5 separate regions of the Mus musculus genome follow, and all the other regions are linked to region 5. Evidence: chromatin contacts called from public HiCAR-type, HiChIP or PLAC-seq and promoter capture Hi-C data. All regions are on one chromosome and are shown on one strand. Each heading gives the region's core, a stretch centred on a gene start, on an enhancer-like site or on the middle of the called end of the contact. The rest is flanking DNA. Distances are from core to core; before and after follow the strand shown.

Region 1 (2,700 bases), core at 140-2,639, 850 kb after region 5:
AGTCAGCTTTCTTACATGGGCTCTGGGGGCTTGAACTCAAGTCCTTGCGCTTTCTCACTGAGGCATCAGACCAGTCTGTGAAGGAATTGCTTATGTGAGCGGCCCGATTGAAGACCCCAGGAAACAGGCAGTACGCGGTATAACTCACGCATCCCTAGATGATTTCCCCTCTGCTCTGTCCACACACATCTTCTTCAGTGAGCAAACGATCCTAATCCTGTCAGAGTTCTTCCCCAAACCTCAGCGACAGCCCCATGAAGTTTAAGGATGGGAAATATTTACGCCCTGGCTTCCACCCCACCCAAATCTGAAAACTTGGATTTGGCTGGTTCCGTGCGTGACCTAGGGGGGCTGCAAAGCTCCCCTGGATTCTGGGTTCCAACCCCTCTTGAGTTAACCCCTCCATTGAGAAAACCACTGCTCTGGGACCCGGTTTCTGTTGATTTTGCCAAGCTTGGAGCAGACAGGACAGACAAGCTCAGCTCAGTTGGTACCTTCCTGTCCAGCTACGAGCGGCTACAAAGCTGCCTCCCGAACCCCGACCAGCCTTGTTCTGCTCCTCGGCTTCTGTTTCTGGAGCGTTCCGTCATGAGCTCAAAGGTTGGGCTGAGCCATCGGCCGGGGATAAGGGAGATGATTTATCTTCTCCAAGGAGCAGAAATTGAGGTCAGCCAGGACACAAGGTGGCTAATTAGAAAGGACCCCAGCTGCTGAGGCGAGTGACTGCGGAGATACACGGGGTTCGGGTGCAGTTACAGGCTTGTGGGAGTGTAGCTGCCGCTGGGCTCCTGCTGCCAGGAACAGCGAAACTGCATCCAGGGCAACAATTCTCCCCCCAGCAGTTCTCCACATAGGGTCACTTGCAGTCTCTCAGGTCATTTTGTTCAGGGACTGGATTCTGCTTTTGTTATGCAAACCAGGCCAATCCTGCCAAACTCATCCCCCTAGGACTCAGCCAAAGGATTAAAAGATGCGAATCAGAACGGAAGGGGGTGGGGGATCCTGCAGTGAGGAGAACAGAACACAAGCCTCGCTCTTTCCCTCTCATGAATATCCTGAAAAGTGCAGAGGTGTGCTTCTTCGGGTGTGTGAAGGAGGTGATTTCAATCCCAAGAATATGTTGCTTTCAAACTCATAATAGATTGAGATCTGAGGAGAGGTGTGTAGGTGTCTGTTTTTTAAAAAGCTGGCACTTGCGAAGGAAAACAAATGGCCTCCAATTCATTCCCGTTATAACACCAAGGACTTGGGAAGAAGCTCGCAGAAGAGTAGCCGACCCCATCCCCACCTGGAGGAGGCAGTCCGCTGCGGATGAGGACCCGCTGTCAATCACTGGGAACCCTGTCCAGGAGCCGACTCTGGAGCTCTGTCCGTCCAGAGCAGACCCATGCAGACACATTTACTTGCTTCTGTGTGAGATGGGGAAATGTCTCCGAGCTCATTAGGGAGAGAGCAGTGGTGAACATTAACTTCAGGAAACACAAGCTTGGGTATCTCTTGCGCTCGCTCGGCATACACTAGGATGCTCTCCTGTTCACAGAAGACTCTCAAAGATAAAAATATTAAAAAAAGATTTTTAAAAGACATTAAAGCACGAAGCATTTCTTTCTCAGCAACCCCACTGAAAAGTCTGTGGGTGGCTGTAACAGGTTCTAAATGACTGGAGGAGTGGGAATTGGAAGACCCCCCCCCAAAAAAGGAAAAAAAAACTAGTGCTGTTCTTTTGTTCTATTTTCTTTTAGTTTTAATTTTTTAATTTTTTAATTTTTTAATTTTTTTTTTTTTTTTTTTTTTTTTTTTTTTTTTAGTTTTTAGAAGAATCCATACTCCAAAGAGAAAGAAACTCAGCTGACACATCATGTTATGACGTTGGTCCTTAGCAGAGCAGGAAGCCAGTTCCACCGGTACACCAGCAGGGCTGGGCATTCAGAAGCAGAGAATAGAAAAAGAAAACCCTTCCTCTGCTGTGGAAGGTGGCACTCAGGGATGAGCCAGTGTCTTGTCACCAGGTGGCTGGACAGTCTCTCCCTCCCCAGGGACATCAATGAGCTGTCGCTAATGAGTCTGCTTAGACTAAAGGCTGCTGTCACCTGGGAGGAGCACGGCTTTCTCCAGGTCAATTTCATTGATTCCATAAGCCAGCTTAAGCCCCCTCCTCTCTCTCTCAGCCATCCCAGTCCCAGTCTATCATAGAAGGCTGTGCTTCTCCTGTATACGTTTGCTGTATTTTTATTTGGCTCGAGAGAAGCCTAAAGAACACTTTTTCCCCCCACGTCTATCAACAAGTCCCAAGGTTTCTAAACACTCCCAGATTACCAATCATACACCAGTTAAAAGTCATAATAATATGTCACTTTGCGGGTTTCTTGATGAGTTTCGACAGGATCGCTGTGATGGTTGACATTGTCAGCGTGACAGGATCTAGAATCAGGGAAGAGACAAATTCTGGGCTTATCTATGAGGGGGTGTGTTTATAGAGAGCTGGCTGAGGTAAGAAGACTCACCTGAATTGTGCGAGGCTCGATCCCATGGGCTGGGGGCATGGACTGTCACTGTCTCCTGATTGCAGAGACAATGTGGCCAGCTGCCACACAGCTCCTATGACCATGCCTTCTCTGTTACAGTAGACTGTATTCTCCCCTGGTACTGTAAGCCAGAACAAATCCTCCCTTCTTAAGATTCTTTTGCTGGGCATGTACT
Region 2 (2,751 bases), core at 25-2,524, 820 kb after region 5:
TGAAAGAACCTTAAAAATTACATGTGTTCATGTTAGGAGGAGGCATATGCCTGGAACAGCACTGTGGGAAAGGTCTGAGCACAACTTGTGGAAGTTGGTTCTCTCCTCCGCCATGTGACTCAAACTTGGGCCATCAGCCTGGGCAGCCAGTGTTACTATCTCACCACCACCGCTCCTTAGGTTTTTTTTGTTTTGTTTTTACACCTTTTCTTTTTAATTGGGGAGGGGGAAGTACCACAGCAAACCTATGGAGATAAAAAAATACGTTTTGGGGACTTCGTTCCCTCCTCCCACCATGTGGGAACTAGAGCTCAAACTCTACACATTGGGTCTGGCAGCAAGCTAAGTCACCCCAGCAGCCCCTATGTAAAATTTCCCTAACCCACCAAGATTAAACCTACAAGATTACTGGTTACAAAGGAGTTTCTTTCATTCACTGCTGGGACTCAGCCTGTGCACATAATCATGGGATATTTGTGTGTTTCATGGAGCTTTAATCAAAGCCATTTCTTGTGCCTCGGCTAAAAGACTGGCGATTTCTTCTGGAAGACTGCATTGTAGAATTTTAATAGTCACATTTTAATTCAACGTAGACATCCTCCCCGAATTTACAAGTGTCATCAGCAAGCACTGTGGGAGCCTGACACTGTCTAAGGACTTCATCCTGATTGGAGGCACAGCAGGCAGGCGACAGGTACAGAAAGCCGCTTTCACTGCAATGAGCAAGTAACTGGAGAGGTCAGCCGCGTCCTGTTGTTGCTGTTATTTTATTCATTACGCATTTATACTTCTGAGTCCGTTTATTTATTCCTTGTTCCTCTGCAAATAGATGAAGGTGACGTTTGGTTCACTGAAAATGCCCTTTTCCCCACAGCTTTGAATGCCTGGAAAGGCTGCCCTTGCTGAAGGTGCAGCTTGTGGGGGAACCTTATTCAGAAGCCAGAGGAGCCTCATGAATAATCTGGACCTTTGTGACTCTCCAGATGTAACTCAAGATGCAGCAGGTGCTCCCTGGTGCTCCCCAACAACAGAGGACAGGCTTCCAGCTGAGTCCTCAGTCCTACATATACCCAGTGTCCTTTTCTCTCTTCTTGCCTTTGTCTGTCATTCCTTGTTTCTGTGGGTCCTACCAGGAGCCCTGGTGAGCCTCTTTGAGGGGATCTATGCAGTGGCATGAGCTTTCTAACTGCTTCTTCAGTGGATTTCCTCTAGCCCTGGAGGAGGAGACCAATGGTGGGCAGCCATCCCCAGACGGACCATTCACATGATCAGGCTGCCTGATACTTGCAACTGAATTCTGAGGCGGGTTATGTGTCTGCCATCTGTTCTGTGAGCTGAGCAACAGAGGAAGACATGTGTCAGGGAAGAGGCTGGAGCTGCATATTCGGGGGGGGGGGATGCGGCAAACATACAGTGGAGGGGGCTGGGCTCCCTGATTAAGCCGTTAGCTGCCTGGAGAAGTAGGCTTGCTGAGTGCATACAGTTTGAATCTATCCCGGCAGACACTGGACAGGCAGAGCATGAAAACCAGACACATACACATGCACCCATTGTCTTGAGGTTTCTATTAAACCTCCTGAAATAGTCAGAGTGTGTGTGTATGTGTGTGTGTGTGTGTGTGTGTGTGTGTGTGTGTGAGAGAGAGAGAGAGAGAGAGAGACAGAGAGAGAGAGAGAGAGAGGATGAATATGTGCATGAGTATGTATATGTGTATAAGTGTGTATGTGTGAGTGTGTATGTGAGTGTGTATGAGTGTGTATATGTGTGTAAGTGAACATGTGTATGTGTGAGAGTGAGTGTAAATGTTTGTGAGTATGTGTATAAGTGTGGATGAGTGTGTATATGTGTCTGTGGTTATAGTGTGGATTTGTGTGATAGTGTGTGAGTGTGTGACTATGTATGCAAGAGTGTATGTGTGTATGTACGCCAGTGTGCGAGTGTGTATGACTGTGAGGGCATGTGTGAGTGTGAGGGCATGAGTGTTTGAGTGCATGTGTGTGAGAATGTGTGTGTGAGTGTGCAAGGGTGTGACTGTGTGTGTACATGTGAGTATGTGAGAGTATGAGTTTGTGACTGTGTGTGCTGTGGGCATCATATAAGGATTAGTTTTTCCTGAGGTTTCTGTTACCCACAACGAAGCAAACAAAAATTTTCCCATGTGAAAATGACTGATTTCACTTGAGTATTTATAGAGATGACATTAAAGCTGACTGAGAAGAGTGATTGCAAATGGTATGGAATCTGAATCTATACTCATGTGTATACATACATTTAATTTCTTGAGACAGGGTCTTATATAGTCAAGGCTGGCGTTGAATTTAGTAAGTTGCCTAAGGTGACCTTCAACTTGTGATTCTCCTGCCTCTGCCTCCCAAACACTTAGTCTATTAGTCAGGGTTCTCTATAGAACAGAACTGACAGATGAAAATAGATGAGAGATACACATATACATACATACATATATACAAACATACATACATACATGCATGCATAGCTAGAGAGATACATATATGTATGCATACATAGATACATAGATAAATACATGCATGCATGCATAGATAGATAGATAGATAGATAGATAGATAGATAGATAGACAGACAGACAGACAAATAATAGATAGATACATACATGCATACATAGATACATATATATACATACATGTACACATACATAGATACATAGATGATAGATACATACATGTATGCATAGATGGATAGATAGATAGACAGATAGATAGATAGATAGATAGA
Region 3 (2,700 bases), core at 135-2,634, 800 kb after region 5:
CAGGTAAACGGGGCTTCCCGCTTCTACTCACGGCCCCATGTCAGGACCCCACTGGGAAGACTTGGGTCAGATAGACAGTAGAGCATCTGTGGAAGTATTCTCCTATCCCCCCACCCACCCCCACCCCCATCCCCTATACACACACAGCAGCTGCAGAAGGCCGACCCAGGAGACCCTGGGCTGAAAGGGTCTCTGGCCAACTGTGTTCTTAACGGCCCGTGGTACACTAGCTGACATTCTCGCACAGCAGGGCTGTTGAGAATTATTTCTAAACCGGTTAGGGCCAGTTGGGAAGTCCACACCAAATTCTAGGAAGCGTCCAGGGCCAGGGCAGACTAGGCTTCCCCGTTTCCCTTTGTCGCTTAGGCACACTCTCCTAGGGCATCATACCAAGACTTCCAGGGAAATCACCTGCTGCCAAGGTGTCTGCCCCGGAACCTTGGCTCCACAAACCTGCTGTGTACACACACACACACACACACACACACACACACACACACACACACCCACCGGCCCTCTCTGGGCCACCCACATCCACATCTACTCTCAGCAAAGTTAAGTCCCCCGGGCCCAGGTAGCCCCAGCGTCCTCACCTTTGGAGAAAAGGGCAGCTAGGCTGATGAGCACGGGAGACCAGAGGTACCACAGAGTCCCCATCTCAGATGGGCACATCCTGGAGACTTGGAGCGCGGGTCCTCTGCTCCTCCGTGGTGTCCTCTGGCTGAAGAAGGGATGTCGCCAGATCCCCGGAGAAGAGAAGCTGAGCTGGATGACCAAGACGCATCTGGCTAGGGACCCGAGCAGCAGGGCCGCCCTGTGCCGGGTCCCCACAGGTCCATAGCCAGGCCGCTCAGGCTCCGGGGTCCCGCAGCGCAGGCCGAGGCTCACCTCAGTCTTTCGACTGCGCTGAGGACTGGCTCGTGAATTGAATTTCACTCCACAAGGGGGGTCTCCGGTGTTGCGTCCCCAAGCATGGAGAGCGCTCTGAGGACTCCGGCTGGGAGGCTGCGGTGGGCTAGCGCGCGCGGGCGGCTGCGGGGCTGCGAGGTTGCGGGGCCCGGGGCGCGGGCAGAGGCGGCGCGGGGGTCCCCGGGCTGGTAGCCAGGCACGCGTGGGGACCCGGGGCACATAGCCTCGCCGCCCCCATCCCGCGCCACGGGGCTTCGGCGCGCGCGCTCCGCCGCCCAAAGTTTGCGGGGCGCTGCGGCTCCACCCCAGCCCGCCCCGGCTCCCCACGCGCGCCCGGCGCACGGCCGGCTCCGGAGACGAGCAGCGCTCGGGGCGGAGGGCGAGCGGCGCGCGGACGAGTAGGCGCGAGCTCGGGGCGGCTGCATCCGAGCGCACCCAGAGCAGCGTGCCCAGGCGGGCTGGGGTTGTTGCTTCCTAATTTCTCTCTCTTCCTCTCTCCCTCTCTCTCTCTTTTTAAGCCCCACCCTTCTGGAGTGACAGCTGTGAGCCCCAATCCGCAAAGTAGGTCCCACCTTCCTGGTTGCGGGGCGCCCAGCCTCGCAGTCGCCCTCTCTATGTGCTCGAATAGGAGGGAGATGTTCAAAGGAGGTTATGGACACCCCGCAAGCCCCGAGGAGCGCGCACGAGAACCAGCGTGGATGTCCACGCTCACAACAGGTGTGGAAAGGCCATCTGCCCTGCCTTCTTAAAGCTTCTGACTATAGGCGGCCTTCAGGCAAGGACAGTTCAGGAACCCCTAACATAGGCTGAAGTGTTTCCGGTGAACTCTAGATTGTGAGCCTGGGATGCCAAAATGACCCTCAAATTCCTGTCCCTGAAAGATTTCCATCCTGGCTCCCCGCTGGCCTTTGGGCATTAGGGAATTGGCATTAGGGAAGATATTTCATTGAAAAGCTAATAGGTACAGCTCTCCACTCATGCCTTCCAGGGTATCTAAGGCGAACTCACACCAAGATACATAATACCCATGCTAGTGTCCCGAGCCGGAGCCCTCCTCACTGCTCCGCAGAGCCTTGGAAACAAGCAGATGTTGTGGGGATTCAGAGAGGAAACCCAGCATCACTCCAACGAGTGGGTTCACTTCTGCGGATAAAAATGGACTGGGTTAGTTAATTTTCTTTGTGCCATGACAAAATACTTAACAAAAGCAACTTAAGGGAAAGAGAGTCCGTTTTGGGCTCACAGGCATGAATTGGTTAGTTTTTGTCCGGTTGACATGAGCTAGCGTCATTTGGGAAGAAGAAACCTCCGCTGACTAAATGCCTCCATCAGATTGCCCTGTAGGGAGCCTGTGGGCATTTTCTGGATCAATGATTGCTGTGGGAGGAGCCACTGGAAGTAGTACCGCCCCTGGGCGGGTGGTCCTGGGTTTTATATGAAAGGAAAGCTACAAAGGCCATGGAGAGCAAGTCAGTGGGCCGCTTCCTTCCACTGCTTCTGTGTGTCTGTTCCTGTCTCCGGATTCCGACTCTAACTTCCCTCCATGATGGATTTAAACTAGAGGATGAAACCAACCCACTTCTCCTCAAGTTGCTTTTGATCTTTGTTTTTATCACAGCTTGGCAGCAAAGAGCATGAGGCAGCTGGTCACATGGCATCTGCAGTCAGAAACTGGGGGCGAGGGCGCCAGGCTGGTGCTCAACTTGCTCTCTCTGTATTTAGTCTGGGGCCTCTGTCCATCCATGGTAGCACCCACATTCAGGATGAACCTTCCTCTTCAGTTAAACCTTT
Region 4 (2,700 bases), core at 101-2,600, 970 kb after region 5:
CTCAGCAGGTCCTGGGAGTGTCCCAGCCTCAGGTCTGTCCGCTATGTCTGACAAATGAAAGGGGGGTAAAGAGGAAGAACTCCCTGCAGATGGGACGCTGAAGCCTTGTTTTAATTAGAAGTCGATCCTCTGCAGGAAGCGCAAGGCAGGGCGGGGAGGAGGGGTCCTGGGTAGCCTCGTTCCTGGCTTGGCTGGAGCCACTGAAGGCTTCCAGGCATCTGTGCACCCAACTCGGCCCTGGGGTGCGCAAGACTGACTGGCCGAAAGATGAGCAGGGGACTTAGCTGCACCTATGCAGTTGGGGGAGTCCGCACTGGAGGTCCTGGTAGTTTCCCAGACACTTAAAACGCAGACCTGAATGGGGGTGGGGTGGGGTCTAAGGAGAGAGTGGGCCACCGCCCTGAGGGCTGTTTATCCAAAGCCAAGAGTCCGCGACAGGTGCCGCACCCCAGATCTCTCGGACATCTAAGGACTGCGGTGGGCTCCCATGGTGCACTCACTCCCTGTGCGGGGGAAGGAGGTTGAAGCTCTGTGTCCTTATCACAGATTAGCCCAAAACCAACCAAGGGGCAGGAGCCAGCATAGCAAGGCACGGAGAGGCCCCACCACTCTGCGTGGGAACCAGCCGTGCGCGTGTAGGCCGGGGCTCAGCCTCCGCCTCCCAGGAGGACGCAGGCCGAGCACATCTTTCGCCAAATAATATAAATACACAACTTCCTATAATAAATAAACTCAGCCGCTTGGAGAAACCACCAGCCGGCTTGGCGCGATGGTCCCCAACACGGTGGCCTTGGCGGGGCAAGGGTCACCACGATTCAAGCCAAGCCCCTCTTCTCGGGGTGCGGGGTGTCAGCGGCCCGGAAAGTCTCCTCCCCGCCCCCTCCCTTCTTTCTTTGAGTAGACCTTGCAGAAGAGGCCCTAAACTCCGGCTTCCCAAGTCCCCTCCCCCTCCCCTGCACTCGGCCCTTTTGAAATTTCAAAGGCAGCCCCTCCCCGGAGTCCGAGCTCCGCGCCCCGGGCAGCAAACCCCCGGCTTCGGGAAGATGCGGGCAGCTTTACAAGCCGAGGGGCCACTTTTTTATGAGCACGGTCATAAAACGCAAATCCCGTGTCTCTTTGAAAGTGCCCTCCGCCAGGGCCCGGTCGTAAAAGTAGAAGATGCGTCCCCAGCCCCCAACCCCGGGTGAGGACCACCCTTACCCGAGTCCCCAAACTTCCCGTAACCTCGGCGTCCTTGGGGTACCGGGGACAATCTCAAGGCCTCCCACCCCCCCTCTGGGGCGGGGAGGGCAAGCAGAGAGGCCGGCAGGAGGTGAGGCTGGAGGCTGGGGTCCAGCCCCAAGCTGGGGCTGAGGGCGGAGGCTGCCCGGGGCGCAAGGCTTTCTGATGCAAAGCAGCAGCGGGGCGGGGCGGCGGGCGGAGGCGGGGCCTGTCACCAATCGGCTTTGCTTTTTTTTTTTTTTTTTTTCCCTCTTTGCTACTCTTTGCCTCTTTGCAAGTCTTCTCATCCCGGGACGCCGTGCTGGAAGCAGCTGCGGGCGCCGGGAGGGAGGAGCTCCAGGGCCCAGGGCCACGGTGTGCCCGCGCTGCCCCACCGCGGTCCGCGATCGCCCGCGCCCGGAAGAAGAGGCCAAAGTTTGCGCGCTGAGCGGCGCTCGCTCCGCCGTATTGTTTGCAAACTTCGCTCCCCTCCCCCGCCGCCCCCCGACTCCGCTGAGGCCGCGCGCCCACCGCGGTGGCCCCGGGCGCCGCGAGCGCTCCGGCCAGACTGGATGGGCATGCGCGGGGGCCCGAGCCGGGGCGCGGAGCCGCGGGCAGCAGCAACAGCCCGTGCCCGGGAGCGGCGGCCCTGAGCGGCGCTGGGACATTGAGGGCGCCACCATGCAACACCCGGGCCCGCGCCTGTGGCTGGTGCTGCAGGTGATGATAGGCTCGTGCACGGCCATCAGCTCCATGGACTTAGAGCGCCCTGGAGACGGCAAGTGCCAGCCGGTGGAGATTCCCATGTGCAAGGACATCGGCTACAACACCACCCGCATGCCCAACCTGATGGGTCACGAGAACCAGCGCGAGGCGGCCATCCAACTGCACGAGTTCGCGCCGCTCGTGGAGTACGGCTGCCACAGCCACCTTCGCTTCTTCCTGTGTTCGCTGTACGCGCCCATGTGCACCGAGCAGGTCTCCACACCCATCCCTGCTTGCCGGGTCATGTGCGAGCAGGCCCGGCTCAAGTGCTCGCCGATCATGGAGCAGTTCAAATTCAGGTGGCCGGACTCCCTGGATTGCAGCAAGCTCCCCAACAAGAACGACCCCAACTACCTGTGCATGGAGGCACCCAACAACGGCTCGGATGAGCCCAGCCGGGGCTCTGGCATGTTTCCTCCGCTCTTCAGGCCCCAGAGGCCCCACAGCGCGCAGGAGCACCCACTAAAGGACGGGGGTCCGGGGCGCGCAGGTTGTGACAACCCAGGCAAGTTCCACCATGTGGAGAAGAGCGAATCTTGCGCACCGCTTTGCACTCCGGGGGTGGATGTGTATTGGAGCCGCGACGACAAGCGCTTCGCTGTGGTCTGGCTGGCCATCTGGTCCGTGCTGTGCTTCTTCTCCAGCGCCTTCACCGTGCTCACCTTCCTCATCGACCCATCGCGCTTCAGGTACCCCGAACGTCCTATCATCTTCCTCTCCATGTGCTACTGCGTT
Region 5 (2,700 bases), core at 168-2,667:
AAGAAAGAAAGAAAGAAAGGAAGGAAGAAAAGAAAAGAAAAGAAAAGAAAAGAAAAGAAAAGAAAAGAAAAGAAAAGAAAAGAAAAGAAAAGAAAAGAGCAAGTCCTATTAGTCTTTTCTGTGGAGAGAAGGAAGAATCAGGTAATTATATGATTAAAAAAAAACAATCAAACAATCAAACAAACCAACCAACCTTCCCTTGCTTCCCCCCTGTGAATAGGTAGGAGAGTGGGTCCAGTGTTCCCCTGCAGAGGCAGGCTTTGTCCATTGACAATCAGAGACCAGTGTGTTACGAAGCTGGACTGGGAGAAGGCTACTCAAGGGACCCAGGCACCTACTCTTTCTTCTTTGAAGTTGTTAGGGAGTTTTCAGGGATGGGAAGAGATTAATTTCCGGGGCTATGCTTAGAATATTGGTTCTATAATATTGATGGGCTTTAAATAATGCACATGTCTTTGTAAAACGCCATGAATTCACCCAAATGTCACGCTGTCACAAGACTGTCTCTTCCCACCCTTCCTGCTCAGGTGTATTTAGTGCAGGAGGCTCTGAGCCCTGGGCTCTGCACAAACCTGACTTCCTAGCCTTACACCACACTCCTCAAAAACTGCCTGAGGCTGCGGATGTGGATGTGGCTTAACGCTTGGAAGAAGAGTCTAGCAAGCAAGAAATCCAGGGCTGCTGGGTGCCCCCCCCCCCCCACTTCCCCTCCTTTCCTCAGAATCTTGTGGCTGGTCTTCAACTTACAGCAATCCTCCTGCCTCAGTCTCTGTATTCCTGGAATTGCAAACCTACATCCCTGAACCCAGCCAGCTCCATAACAGCCTTCTCTATTTTGGTTCTCCATACTCTTTCTCTGGAAGTTCACAGAACTTAGTTTGGGGAAGCCAGAGTCTACAAAAGGACGGACTGCCTACATACATAGAGTCCAGGGCATCCTTAGGGTCTAGGGTCCTCTCAATGCAAAGTGAAGCTCAAGTCCCCTCTCCACATGTGGTCTTGTACCTACACCTCACCTGGTCCTAGTCTCTGGGGGAGCAGTCTCTGTATCAGCCACTATGTTGCATGTAGGAGCCCAACTCATGATCTTTACGAGGGGAAGTCACAGGACAACCTATGTTCTTGGTGCCTGAAGAGTGGACAACCTCCCCCCACCTCCCATCTTTCTGAGCTCGTGGCTGTCTGACACCTGGTCTCGTGACCCCCACCCCCACCCCCACCCGCTAGTCTCCTCAGGTCCCCTCGGGGCCCCCAGATCTCCCTTCTCCCTTCCCTTCCCTTCGTGTCCCCTCCCCTGCCCTCCCTGCCTTCCCTCCCTCCTCCCCTCCCCTCCCTACCCCTGAACCTGCGGGCTCCGCCTTGGAACAGCAGGCGGGACCGAATCCACCCCTACCCCTCCGCCCGGGCCTGGTGGCCCAGTTCTTGGCGGTAGCGACGACATGCGGCTCCTGTTCCTGGCAGTACTGAGGCCTCACACTGGCAACGCGGTCACAGCTGGGCGCCTACGGTATGTTGCGGGGACCTGAGCATCCCTCGCGTGGGGATGCCGGACTGGGCCGGGCGCCGGAGCCGCGCGTGCACAAACGGCCGGGTTGTAGGCGCAGGTGCGGGCGCGAGGGGCTGCAGCTCTGATTCCAGCTGCCTGCTGCCCTGTCTGGCTATTGTGAGTGCCCTAGGATGCCGCAAAGAGGCCGCCTGGGCCAGCGCTGGGACGCGGGGTGGTGGTGGGGGAAACCAGAGGCTCAGCAAAGGCCTCGCTGCAGACTTGAGCTTTGGGCAGAGTGGCCTGGGATGAGAAGCGGGGACCCACGTGGCTGGAAAGACGCAGAGTCCCGGTGCATCGGATGCTCCAGCACGTGCGGAGATTCAGGGTCCGAGTTCCGTGGCTGCTGCCATTCCCTCCCCCGCGCCCGCACTTCCTACCTGGTTCTCTTCTGAACGCTCAGCTTATTTTATTTAATTAGGCCTCTTTTTGCTTTGTATGTTTACCTGGGACGGAAGCCTGGAGCCAGGACAAGGCAGGGAAGGCGGGTCCATTCACCTCTGGCCATCTGGTTGCCTGGATCAAACCGGGCTGGTCTGAATCATTGGAAAAGCAGACACTTACGTGCCCGTGCTCACTTGCTCGCTCCCCCCCGCCCCCCGCGCGCGCTCTCTCCCTCCCCTTCCACTTGCTTCAAGACATTTCCCAATGGCTCCCCCCCCCCCCCCGCCCCCAGTGGGTATGTTTCCTCATCATGGGAAAGAGCCGTTGAGTCTTCAAGCTAAAAAAAATGTTACAGTTCCTCTCAAGATCACAGTGAACAACCAAAGGCGGGCAGATGCATACCTGAAGTTTCCCCGGAGTGGTGATAGTGTTGTGATTGTGTGAGATTCCCCTCCCTCTAATTCAGTCACTCTTCGGGCTCTCTGTGGACTGAGCTCTTTCCAGTAGAAAAGTGCAAGTCATTTACAAGGAGAGTAAACACAGGGGTAAATCATTCCAGGGCGATTGGGACCATGGAGCAAATAAAACCATGCTGGGGTGTGGCCAATTTGATAGAGTGCCAGGCAAGCATAGGTGAATCCCTGGGTTCCGTTCCCAGCAGTGCATAAACCCAGGAGGTGCGGTTGTACATGACCACATGCTGATAACCCCAGCCTTTGGGAGCTGAAGGCAGGACCATTAGAAGTTCAAGGGCATCCTCTGCTACTGTCAAC

What was found. Promoter capture Hi-C pulls out the DNA fragments that hold promoters and counts their contacts. HiCAR-type assays count read pairs that join an accessible place to other places. HiChIP or PLAC-seq counts read pairs in DNA pulled down with a chosen protein or histone mark.
Region 1: a contact with region 5 is called in a promoter capture Hi-C map of hippocampal neurons, with 7 times the contacts expected there. The contact joins the enhancer-like site here to the promoter of Glt1d1 in region 5. A contact is called at or near these places in 6 of 39 promoter capture datasets (the 3T3-L1 cell line, cranial neural crest, embryonic stem cells and 2 more) and 11 of 115 datasets of contacts at active chromatin or transcription factors (SST interneurons, embryonic basal ganglia, embryonic forebrain and 5 more).
Region 2: an H3K4me3 HiChIP or PLAC-seq map of embryonic forebrain shows a contact between it and region 5, with 6 times the contacts expected there. The contact joins the enhancer-like site here to the promoter of Glt1d1 in region 5. A contact is called at or near these places in 4 of 39 promoter capture datasets (cranial neural crest, frontonasal cranial neural crest, maxillary cranial neural crest and 1 more), 1 of 15 datasets of contacts at CTCF or cohesin (stem cell-derived epiblast-like cells), 3 of 484 Hi-C or Micro-C datasets (LSK cells, nephron progenitors and uterus) and 13 of 115 datasets of contacts at active chromatin or transcription factors (SST interneurons, embryonic basal ganglia, embryonic forebrain and 7 more).
Region 3: a contact with region 5 is called in an H3K4me3 HiChIP or PLAC-seq map of forebrain, with 12 times the contacts expected there. The contact joins the promoter of Tmem132d here to the promoter of Glt1d1 in region 5. A contact is called at or near these places in 12 of 39 promoter capture datasets (HPC-7-derived erythroid cells, cranial neural crest, embryonic stem cells and 8 more), 1 of 15 datasets of contacts at CTCF or cohesin (stem cell-derived epiblast-like cells), 14 of 484 Hi-C or Micro-C datasets (LSK cells, cerebral cortex, cortical neurons and 9 more) and 16 of 115 datasets of contacts at active chromatin or transcription factors (SST interneurons, astrocytes, craniofacial prominence and 10 more).
Region 4: a HiCAR-type map of astrocytes shows a contact between it and region 5, with 5 times the contacts expected there. The contact joins the promoter of Fzd10os here to the promoter of Glt1d1 in region 5. A contact is called at or near these places in 2 of 39 promoter capture datasets (cranial neural crest and hippocampal neurons), 3 of 484 Hi-C or Micro-C datasets (all in embryonic stem cells), 5 of 115 datasets of contacts at active chromatin or transcription factors (astrocytes and embryonic stem cells) and 1 of 9 other capture datasets (embryonic stem cells).

Annotation. Positions count from the first base shown.
Region 1 is chr5:128,482,267-128,484,966 of GRCm38.p6, forward strand. No RefSeq gene overlaps it. Among named protein-coding and RNA genes, the nearest start is that of Gm33738, 40 kb to the left of the region's middle. Within about 2 kb of position 1,390, at least 42 of the 459 cell types and tissues checked have an H3K27ac peak or open chromatin away from gene starts, as enhancers often do. A contact at or near this core is called in SST interneurons, embryonic stem cells, forebrain and 3 more, where this site is marked.
Region 2 is chr5:128,451,082-128,453,832 of GRCm38.p6, forward strand. No RefSeq gene overlaps it. Among named protein-coding and RNA genes, the nearest start is that of Gm33738, 9.0 kb to the left of the region's middle. Within about 2 kb of position 1,275, at least 9 of the 459 cell types and tissues checked have an H3K27ac peak or open chromatin away from gene starts, as enhancers often do. A contact at or near this core is called in embryonic forebrain, where this site is marked.
Region 3 is chr5:128,431,693-128,434,392 of GRCm38.p6, forward strand. Tmem132d (transmembrane protein 132D) reads right to left here and starts at 1,385. Exons shown (of 9, transcript NM_172885.2): 1 at 594-1,385. The coding sequence starts at 672.
Region 4 is chr5:128,599,337-128,602,036 of GRCm38.p6, forward strand. It overlaps Fzd10os (frizzled class receptor 10, opposite strand), which reads right to left and starts at 1,351. Exons shown (of 6, transcript NR_015517.2): 1 at 1,201-1,351. Fzd10 (frizzled class receptor 10) reads left to right here and starts at 1,770. Exons shown (of 1, transcript NM_175284.3): 1 at 1,770-2,700. The coding sequence starts at 1,882.
Region 5 is chr5:127,630,845-127,633,544 of GRCm38.p6, forward strand. It overlaps Glt1d1 (glycosyltransferase 1 domain containing 1), which reads left to right and starts at 1,418. Exons shown (of 12, transcript NM_177005.4): 1 at 1,418-1,507. The coding sequence starts at 1,440. It also overlaps a transcript of Slc15a4 not described here.